Linked DNA regions of Bombyx mori: region 1 is linked to region 2. A link is a contact called in public Hi-C data. All regions are on one chromosome and are shown on one strand. The core of a region is the stretch at or near the end of the contact, and the rest is flanking DNA. Distances in the headings are between cores, read along the strand shown.

What was found. Hi-C and Micro-C count contacts between places; a contact is called where the count stands out from the background.
Region 1: a Hi-C map of posterior silk gland shows a contact between it and region 2, with 2.8 times the contacts expected there. The contact joins the enhancer-like site here to the promoter of LOC101740115 in region 2. A contact is called at or near these places in 2 of 7 Hi-C or Micro-C datasets (posterior silk gland and whole pupa).

Annotation. Positions count from the first base shown.
Region 1 is chr26:3,738,468-3,743,430 of ASM3026992v2, reverse strand. LOC101738149 (disintegrin and metalloproteinase domain-containing protein 12) reads right to left here. Exons shown (of 17, transcript XM_038020719.2): 7 at 4,135-4,304; 8 at 3,137-3,439; 9 at 2,369-2,558; 10 at 876-1,016. Among protein-coding and RNA genes, the nearest start is that of LOC134201472, 4.0 kb to the right of the region's middle. Within about 2 kb of position 3,285, at least 3 of the 8 cell types and tissues checked have open chromatin away from gene starts, as enhancers often do.
Region 2 is chr26:3,556,147-3,560,984 of ASM3026992v2, reverse strand. It overlaps LOC101740115 (charged multivesicular body protein 3), which reads left to right and starts at 2,077. Exons shown (of 7, transcript XM_004932994.5): 1 at 2,077-2,586; 2 at 2,667-2,727; 3 at 3,059-3,238; 4 at 4,163-4,203. The coding sequence starts at 2,542. It overlaps LOC101740254 (glycerol-3-phosphate acyltransferase 1, mitochondrial), which reads right to left and starts at 1,967. Exons shown (of 16, transcript XM_004932995.5): 1 at 1,833-1,967.

The DNA.
Region 1 (4,963 bases), core at 2,036-4,535, 180 kb before region 2:
ATAATTATTTCAGTTCGCCGCGCAGGGCACCGGTGACCCACACGGCAGTCAACGTCTTAAGAATAATTAAGAATAATTAAATCGTTGTGTGTGTCTGACTTTGTCTTGCCAAAAAGTAGAAGCAAGAATTGTCAAGAAGGTCAAATAAATTAAAACCGGAACGAACCGGTTACAACTAAATTTAATACTTTTTTTAAAATATCATTTATCTAATTGTTCAACACGTAAACATAACAAAAAAATTACAAATTTATGTTTCTTTGTTTATTTTTTGTTAAATTTTAGTTTTTATAATTTTAACGTGAAACCTATATTTAGAATGAACATCATTAGATTACCACGTACAATAAGATTGGGAGGAATAGGGACTAAAGGTAGAATAGGGACAAATCTGGATGTCACAATTATTTTGTTCAGTTGTTAGATTTAACTTTGTTGAACTGAAAATGACTTTTATTTAGTGTTTAAGAATATTAAATAGTTTAATTTAGTCATAAAAGTTTTGTAACTCAAAGATATTAAAAAGTTAACTACCTAAAGTTACGTACCTACCTAACAACTAAATAGTGCCAGCCCTATCGAAAAACTCTATTGTCCCTTAAGCGACCCGATTCACCCAACGCCTGGATGCATAGGGACAAGTGAGTTTTTGTAACTTTTTATGATTATTCTTTAATAAACTATATCTTAATGCATTATAAATGAAAATTTAAACAAACGGATCAATTATTATCTCCGTTTTATTACTATAACTAAAAAACAAAAAAACGATAAAAATCAATGTCGAACTTAAAAAGTGTCCCGATTCCCCCCAATTTAACGGTATACAGTATCAAAATTTGTTATAGAGCGACCATTGTTGTGTGCGTTCGTACCTGTCCATGGTTGCACGGTATGGTGTCCATCTTGTAAACGTCGTCCGGACAGAACTCGGACTGCCCGGTGCAGTACTCCGGGAGGTCGCACTCCTTCTCCGATCTCCGACACACCGTCCCCGCTGACTTGGGTCGGCAAGTCTGTCTCGTACGAATTATTGAAAATTAGAGACTGCCTGTATTGAATAAATGGCAGTAGCGAAAAGACCCGCCGGCCGGCCTCCAAACCGTTGGTCGGATCAGATAACTGCGCTCCCTGGACTCTCTGTTGCGAATGCCCTGAGAGAAGCCGAAAACCGAAGCAAATGGAAGGTGGAAGGGCTTTCAAGAACACGACCTTAAGCAATGAAGTATTCGACTAAGAAGAACAAATATTGAATAATCGAGGAATAGCGATGTCTTGTCGAGTGCACCATCAGCTGAACTGATGACCACGACCGACCACTCTCAGTCTCAAGGTAGGTTACACATTTACGTTGTAAATGTCTATGGGCTCTAGTTACCATTTAACACCAGGTGGGCTGTGAGCTCGTCCACCCATCTAAGTCATAAAAACAACGTAGGCTAAAGAACCTCAAAGTTTACAAAAAAAGTCCTTAGAAAACTTTAATTTAATGTTATGTATGTATGGTATGTTAATGTTATCTTTAGTTTAATATGATGTTATTCCTTCATCGTGGAAGTCAAACGTGAACATTTGTTGAGTACGTATTTCATTAGAAAAACTGGTACCCGCTTGAGATTCGAACACCGGTGCACATCAACACGAATGCACCGAACGTCTTATCCGTTAGGCCACGACGACTTCATCGACGTGCGACTACAGACAGTAATAGTTTAGAGTGAAACCGTATGATCCCCGCCTTTTTTTCCCCCTACCTATGCTGATAGCCTTGAGAGGCTATATCATCATCATATCATATCATCATATATATTTAAATATATAAATATATTTACTAACAATCACGCCACGTTAACTGGTCCCGTGGTAAGGTCGTAAAGAACTTGTGTTACAGGTACCAGATAACGGAAATAAATGTAAGATTTTTATTATACACATACATATATTTTATCTAATATACATACATAACCCTGGAAAAGACATTTTATATTTATCATACAAATATCTTCCCTTGGCGGGATTCGAACCCGCGACCCCCTTGTGTAGTGACCATGTCACTTACCACTACACCAGACGGCCGTTATATCAGCTTCACCCTAACGTGTGTAGGTGAGCTCACGGGGCTCAAGCCGGAGTGTTGCTAACACTGACCCTACCAAGAACAACGCTTCGCAGAATCTACCACCGGATCGGAAACGCGACCCACTGAGAAGATCCGGCGAGAAACTCAGTGGGCTGTGTCTATGGGTTAAATCACCGCCGCCATTTTAGATTCGTTTCTTTATTGGCGCGGCTTATAAGGGCAGCGCATTAATCTATACCTGAAATAAAGTCACTCAATGAAGCTACACAAGTTTCCTCAGCGGTTTACCTGCAGATCGCAGCAGGTCCCCGCGCCGCACGTCGCATTGGCACGCAGCATGCACGTCGTGGGGTGGCAGCAGCGGTGGCAGTCGCTCCTGCCGCTCCGGTCCGGCGTCATCCCGCAGTCGCACTGCTCGCCGGGCTCGATGAAGCCGTTGCCGCACGTCGGAGATTGGAATAAACGACGAGGCTTGTTCCTGGCAACACCGACGATTCATTAGTGTGGCAACATTTGAAAAAAAAACACCTAATATGTAATTTGTTAAAGCAAAATGAATGTTTACGTCGTTTACAGACAAACGAGTATATCTGATGATGGGTGGCCATTGTGATTCAATAATCTAGGTAATACTCATTTATCAGACTTAATTGAAGCATGGGTCATTAGTTATTGAAACTTCCGAGTAGATTTTTACTATAGGACCATAAAACCACGAAAGTTAATGATGAGCGAGGCGTTTCAACAAATGGTTGGTGTTTCCTTTAAAAAATATATATATACTTTCTTTTCCAACAATCTTAAACGAATATTGAAATTTTGAATAGTGAATTTCTTTGCGTGACAACCCTATAAACAATATAAGGAATGATTCTACTTTTTTTTGCCCTTTTAGGCAGACGAGCATACGGCCAACCTGATGGTGAGTGGTTACCGTCGCCCATGGACTTCAGCAATGCCAGAGGCAGAGCGAAGCCGCTTCCTACCGCTAAATACTCCCTACAAGCCTCGTAATGAATAAATTAAGCCTTAAAACTAAATGAAAGCTAAGCTAACCTCAGACAGTAGTCCATTCCTCGTTCGAAAGAGAGCGCCAGCGACTTGAGGCTGCACGACGACCACCGGACCGGGATTACCGAAGTGCTGGACGGACTCATGATACACTTCTCGTCTGGACACTCGCAGTGCTCCTCCGTGTCGTGCTCTATGCCGAAGTTGTGGCCCATCTCGTGGGCTATGGTCGTGGCCACCAGGCCCAGCACCTCAGAGTGATTCGTGGCCACGCCGCCGGAGAACTCGTACGTACATATCGGCCCTTTTAGCGCTTTACCGACGACGCCGTCTTTGAACGCCTGCCGACTGCAATCATTGACATAAGCTTACACTCCCTTCGCTCCAAAACTTGCTCCATTCGAGTCTCATTTCGAAGGACGTATCATAAAGCTCAAGGAACAGACAGTGTCGGAAGAATTTCCAAAAAGATCCTTTGAAACGGACTCGCTGAACACAGCGGTTCAAGGAATGGTGGATTCCAATGGTGGGTGCTGCGTTGGTAGGTGGCGCTCGAGAAATCCCAGGCCCTGCTGTTTCACAGGGCTGGGAAAGCCGCATCCCGGGGCCCACTTGGTGATTGGAGACGCCCGCGTCCGTATCGCGTAAGGGGGGTCGGTTAGTGGGTAGGGCCCTAAAACGTCTTCGGGCCTACGGTCCGCTCCCAACATCTATAGATCGTCAAGTCCCAAATGCCTAGGGGGCGCGCGGGGACCTCGTAGGAGGTTCGGAACCCAGCCCAAAAAAAAGGTGCTGCGATGGTACGAGATGATGAGGTCAACGCAATTACTCAGACCAGGTTAAGCGGAGATCCAAATTAATCAAACATCTACATACACCAGAAAAAAAATTCGATAAATTCACGTTATTCTGTTCACTATGAGAAAAGCAATGAGCACAAAACCCGACTGGTGTTAAATGATTTGACGAGACCACACAGTGTCCCAATTTAAGGCACAAGATTGACGTTACAATGGAACTTAAGTTTATCTTCAAGAACTCACGTTAACAAATGCGCGTTGTCATTGGGCACTTCTCTTAGTAGAGTCGTTCTCCGGTAGTGCAAGAAATGCTTCAACGTTTCATCGCCGTCCTCCTCTAATTGTATTTCGTCTCTTTCCGTCCAAACCTCTACTCCGACTAGAGCTATGAATATGTTCAGTGGAGCATAGACCTGTAATATTTTCACTGTAATACTGTGAGGTTTTGGAAGGACCGTCTTAAGTATTCGATATATTCACAGAACCTTCCAAAATTCAATTCGCAACGCCTTTAATGATTGCGTTCGTAACGTGTTCAATATTTTTCACAGTTAGAATGCATTTCCCAACCTATTCCTTGGTAGCTTAAGGGATTATTCCAGCAACGCTATGTCTGGTAGGTGAGCTCACGGGCACAATGTAAGAGAAATTGCTAACACTAGCCCTTGTAAGAGCAGTGCTTCAATGAATCTAACACCGGATCGTAATCGCGACCCACTCGAAGATCCGGCGAGAAACTGAGTAGGTTCAGGAATGCCTTGAATTTACTCCTACATCTATACTAATATATAAATCTACAGTGGTTTTTACGATGTTCCGTCATAATTACTGGACCATGCATCCGATTGACTTGAAAATTGGTATCCATGTAGAAAATACATGTACTCAATGGATAGGCTAATATTTATATGAGTGTTGGACTCCCTACACCAGTTGCGGGGGCTTTAATGATGAAAATCTTTGTGGGGGTGAGAAATAATTATGTTAATTTTAAATACCCAGCGAAGCGGACCGGTACCTACAGCTAGTTTTTTATATTTTTCTCTACTTCCATCTCCATCTATAGCACGAT
Region 2 (4,838 bases), core at 828-3,327:
CTATTAGATAAACCAATAAACGTTTACGAGTAATGTAGTATTGAGAATGCTTACAATATTTTTGTTTAAGATTGTAATATGAAGTGCACTCATAATTCTTCTCAAAAGAACATTAAATTTAAGTTGTAAAATGAGACAGAAATTTGTATGTCCAATCTATATCTTAGATTCTTAACAAAAGTTAGGGTTTCAAAAAAACAATACATACCAATAAATACCAAGTACATTTATGAATCTGTACAATTTTTGATTGCTTTAGATTTTAATCTATCCTCACATTATGTTAAATAATTTTCAATGTGACATCATGAATACTGCCACACAACATGCCTGAATATGTTTTTTTATAGTGCCTCTCCAAGCCCTAAATTTTTTTTTTATTGCCCTTGTTTGTAGACGAGCATACGACCGACCTGATGGTGAGTGGTTACCGTCGCCCATGGACTTCAGCAATGCCAGGGGCAGAGCCAGGCCGCTGCCTACTGCAAAGCAACAGCTTTGTGGCAGAAAGATAAAAGTAGTCAAAACCAAGATGTCCATCTGTAATTTGATTTCCTACCACTAAATCTGTTTCCTATATCTATTTCCTATATCTATTAGTTTGCCTGTGTTGCTTTTCTTAGAAACCAATAGTAAAAAACAGAAATCATTTTTATTGTTATGAACATTGGTAAAAAAAGTTTTTTTTAATAGTTTTACGGTACATTTTAGTGGTCCCGGTCAACAAATATAAAGCCAAAGTAATAAATAAAACATTACATCATTGATTCTTGATATTACATTAAAAGATTCCATTATAATGATAAATACAGGTCAAGCTAATAAAAGCTTGTTAAAAAACAAGATTAAAACAAATAAATTATACTTTTCCAATGAGTGGTTTCATGACTTAAACTACACTACTACTTTGTTTAAATACTAATCTTATGATAGCCTTATATTACTATACGATCTTTTGTATGTATTTTACACATACAAAACTTAGGTACATTTTACAGAAATATGTATTTGTCAGAGATACTTACTGTATTGATTCTGAGAGACAGAACTTTGAAATAATGTCATTTTTGTTAATGAAGCCTATTGCACAATTTACTTAAACTTATTACTTACTTATTATTTTGTATACAATGTTGCTAGAAACCTTACCAAAAACCCACTACAGTGCAAGTTTAAAAAATCGGATTAAAGACGTTCGAACACAGTTTGAAAAGTTGTTTTCTACCATAAATTGCTGATTTTATAATAAAACCGAATTAAGAACGTTCAAATTAGTTCAAAATAATTTAGATAACTATATAGTTGGCTTTTATATACTCTTCAACCGTACGCCACTCTTGGATCTTGTCTTTTGGATTTATTAATGTACCAGGCTATTCTAGAAACAACCTAATCTATATATATATAAAAATGATTTGCTGTTCGTTAGTCTCGCTAAAACTCGAGAACGGCTTTACCGATTTGGCTAATTTTGGACTTGAATTATTTGTGGAAGTCCAGGGATGGTTTAAAAAATAGATAAACATGAAAATGCTCGAAATTAAATAAAAATAAAAATTTTCTTTTTCTTTTGATGTGTCCCCCGTCGGACGGAATCCTTTTGTTTGTTTTCAGTTTATTTCATACAAAAGTTTAGGTCTTTTATTTATCGATTGAGGCAATACGACGTCTGCCGGGTCAGCTAGTAAATAAATATATAAATAAACGAAAAATACTATTTGACTATGTACCCAAAGATCTCAGCGTTTTTAGTATATAATTAATAATTAAACCTAACCGAAACTAAGAGGTTACATCCATTAAAATATTATTTGTTACATAAATACACTAACCTTTTTCTTGTCCGGTGAAAGTTTCACACTTTCTCCTGAATATGATACGATTGGTAGGAAATAAGCCCACGATGTGTTAATTTTTTATGGAATTAACTAAAGCAAAAACATGCCGCGAAATTTACAAAATTTTGTTTGTTTTTATTGTTGTTTATTTTGTCGACTCAGTTAGACTAAAGGAACATGGACCATACTTCTTCTTCTTAGTCGCATACTTCAGATCGTTTCCTTGAAAGGCCATACAATTCAGGCTTTTGTAATTTTATGCCAACATCATTATTTGAATGAAAACTAAACCGAAATAGAATGGAATATTACAGAATTAAATGAAATCGATGTAATGAAACTCGGGAAAATTGTGATTATGAAGAATGATGATTGCAATTGATGAATTTACTACATTAAAATGATTGAAAATTTGCTGTAGAACAAACAATAAGAATCCCTTCAAGAGATTCTGAAGTGTAATCCTTAAATTCAAAACCTTTAATTTGATGAATAATTTGATAAATTTGATTGATTACAGTATAAATAAATAGATAATAAATATTTAAAGTTCACTACTTTTAAATTGTAACATTGCGTTTTATTTTCTTCAAAGATGTCGATGATGTCATTTTTCTGTCAATGACCAAAACTGTCAAAATTAGTCAAAACAAATCGGAAATCGTGTGAAAATTTAAGCTTTAAATAAACAGATATAGCAAAAATGGGCCTTTTCGGTAAATCCCCAGAGCGCAACCCTAAAGAAATGGTAAAGTCAATTAAAAAAGATAAATCAGAAGACCCCAGAACTGTGAAACATGAAAATTTTTCTATGATTCTATATTCCAGGTAAATGAATGGTCGCATAAACTTCGCAAAGAAGGATACAATTTGGACAGACAAGTTAGAGGTAAATTTTATGAATGATATAACAATAAACTTAAGGATACGATCCTGGACGACTGAAAGTTGTACACCATATTGCCATTGATGGTCGACGAGTATGCGGTCAACCTGACGGTAAAGGGTTAGCGATAATATGGGCGCGACCGAGTTACTGCCTGCAGTAAAACAGCACTATATTAAAATTTGTATTCAAACCACATTTTAGTTTTTTGACATAAGAAATTACATTCTTATTTATTTAACATGTTTTTCAGTCTAGAATAAAGTGAAAATCTTTTAGTAAAAATCACACAAAGCTTAACAGTCATAATTAAACTGGCTCATCAAAATTTCAGCTATCCAAAGAGAAGAAGAAAAAATTAAACGATCACTGAAAGAAGCAGCTACTAAAAACGATAAACAAGTATGCACTATACTAGCAAAAGAAATCATCAGATCCAGGAAAGCAATCAATAAAATATACACAAGTAAAGCACATCTCAACTCAGTACAATTACAAATGAAGAATCAATTGGGTTAGTTTGACAATTTTTTTTTTTTTTTTTATTGCTTAGATGTGTGGACGAGCTCACAGCCCACCTGGTGTTAAGTGGTTACTGGAGCCCATAGACATCTACAGCGTAAATGCGCCACACACCTTGAGATATAAGTTCTAAGGTCTCAGTATAGTTACAACGGCTGCCCCACCCTTCAAACCGAAACGCATTACTGCTTCACGGCAGAAATAGGCGGGGCGGTGGAACCTACCCGTGCGGACTCACGAGAGGTCTTACCACCAGTAAAAAAATATAGTAAAATAATATATAGTCAGTCATGAAATTGGTATTTTATGTCACATTGAGATTACTAATATTATTGGTATATTAAGCTTATATGGGTAGGTACAACTGTCTTACCTATTTCTGCTCCAGAGTACTCATGTGTTTTGCTTATAAGAGTCGTACAGCACTTTGTTCTCCTGTTTCAAGATGATATCTATGGGCTCCGGTAGACATTTTATACCAGGTGAACCAAGAAATCATTCAGATATTTATACAACAAAAAAAACACAAGATGTTCTCAATTTAGAAAGAATATTTTGTAGCCTTTTGAAATAGCAGATATAGCAAGCACTTCATGGAAAAAGTTTCTCTGGGAAATCATGTTACTAATGTAGGAAAATAGGATATAAATTACCAGTTAAATTAATTTTAAAAAATCATTTCTCTTTTATGCATATGATTATTTTGTTTCTCTCTACATTTTAATGTTTTATTTTTTATATTTTTGCCTATTATCAAATCAATTTAGTCAATCTACCTAGTCTAGTCTAGTAATCTATCATTCATCAAAATCTAATAGACTGATTTTGCTACAGCAATAATAATACCACCTTTTTTATCTAAATTTGAATTAAATAAATGCAGTTCTCTCACTTGAATTGTTAAATTACTTTTCAGCTACCTTAAGAGTTGCTGGATCGTTGCAGAAGTCAACAGAGGTATGCTTACAATGGCCTAATGGCAATTTAGAGTGATGTTACAAAATTAAATTAACTAAAGAAAATAGTTACATTAATAATTTCATGATTAGAAAACTGCTTAAAATATTGACAAATTCATTATTTTTACTAATGGTAATGCTTGCAGACAAACAAGCAACCAAAATGAGCATTGTGTTTTACAAATAGGATTCTTTTTGGGTGGAGGATTTGCTGATGGCCTAGAGGCCTTTCCAGCGTCACCAGGGTGAGTGGGCAAACAACTGCCTAAGCGCCTCTGAAGGCCTAACAACTCAAGAACAGCTGCTGCAGATCGGGAATCGATCTGGAACTGCATCGGAAGATCGAAACGCCGGAAAAAAATTAAATTCTATGGGTTGATGTTATCGACGAGTTTGATGATTACGGTCACTTCTGCTGTGGTTGCTAAGTGTTAGAACTAGAAGCATCCAATAGTACTCGGAGTGGATGTGGTGGATCCATCAGGCCGCGTTTAGGGCGTCGGCGGTGCTTAGCTGCCGCATCAGCCGGTTCAGGGAGGTAGTTATCTGCGGCCAAGATAAGAGAGTTATGGTTTCGGGTTCTACCGCTCCGACGCTGACTTCCCATACTTAACTTTGGGTTCGACACCTAGG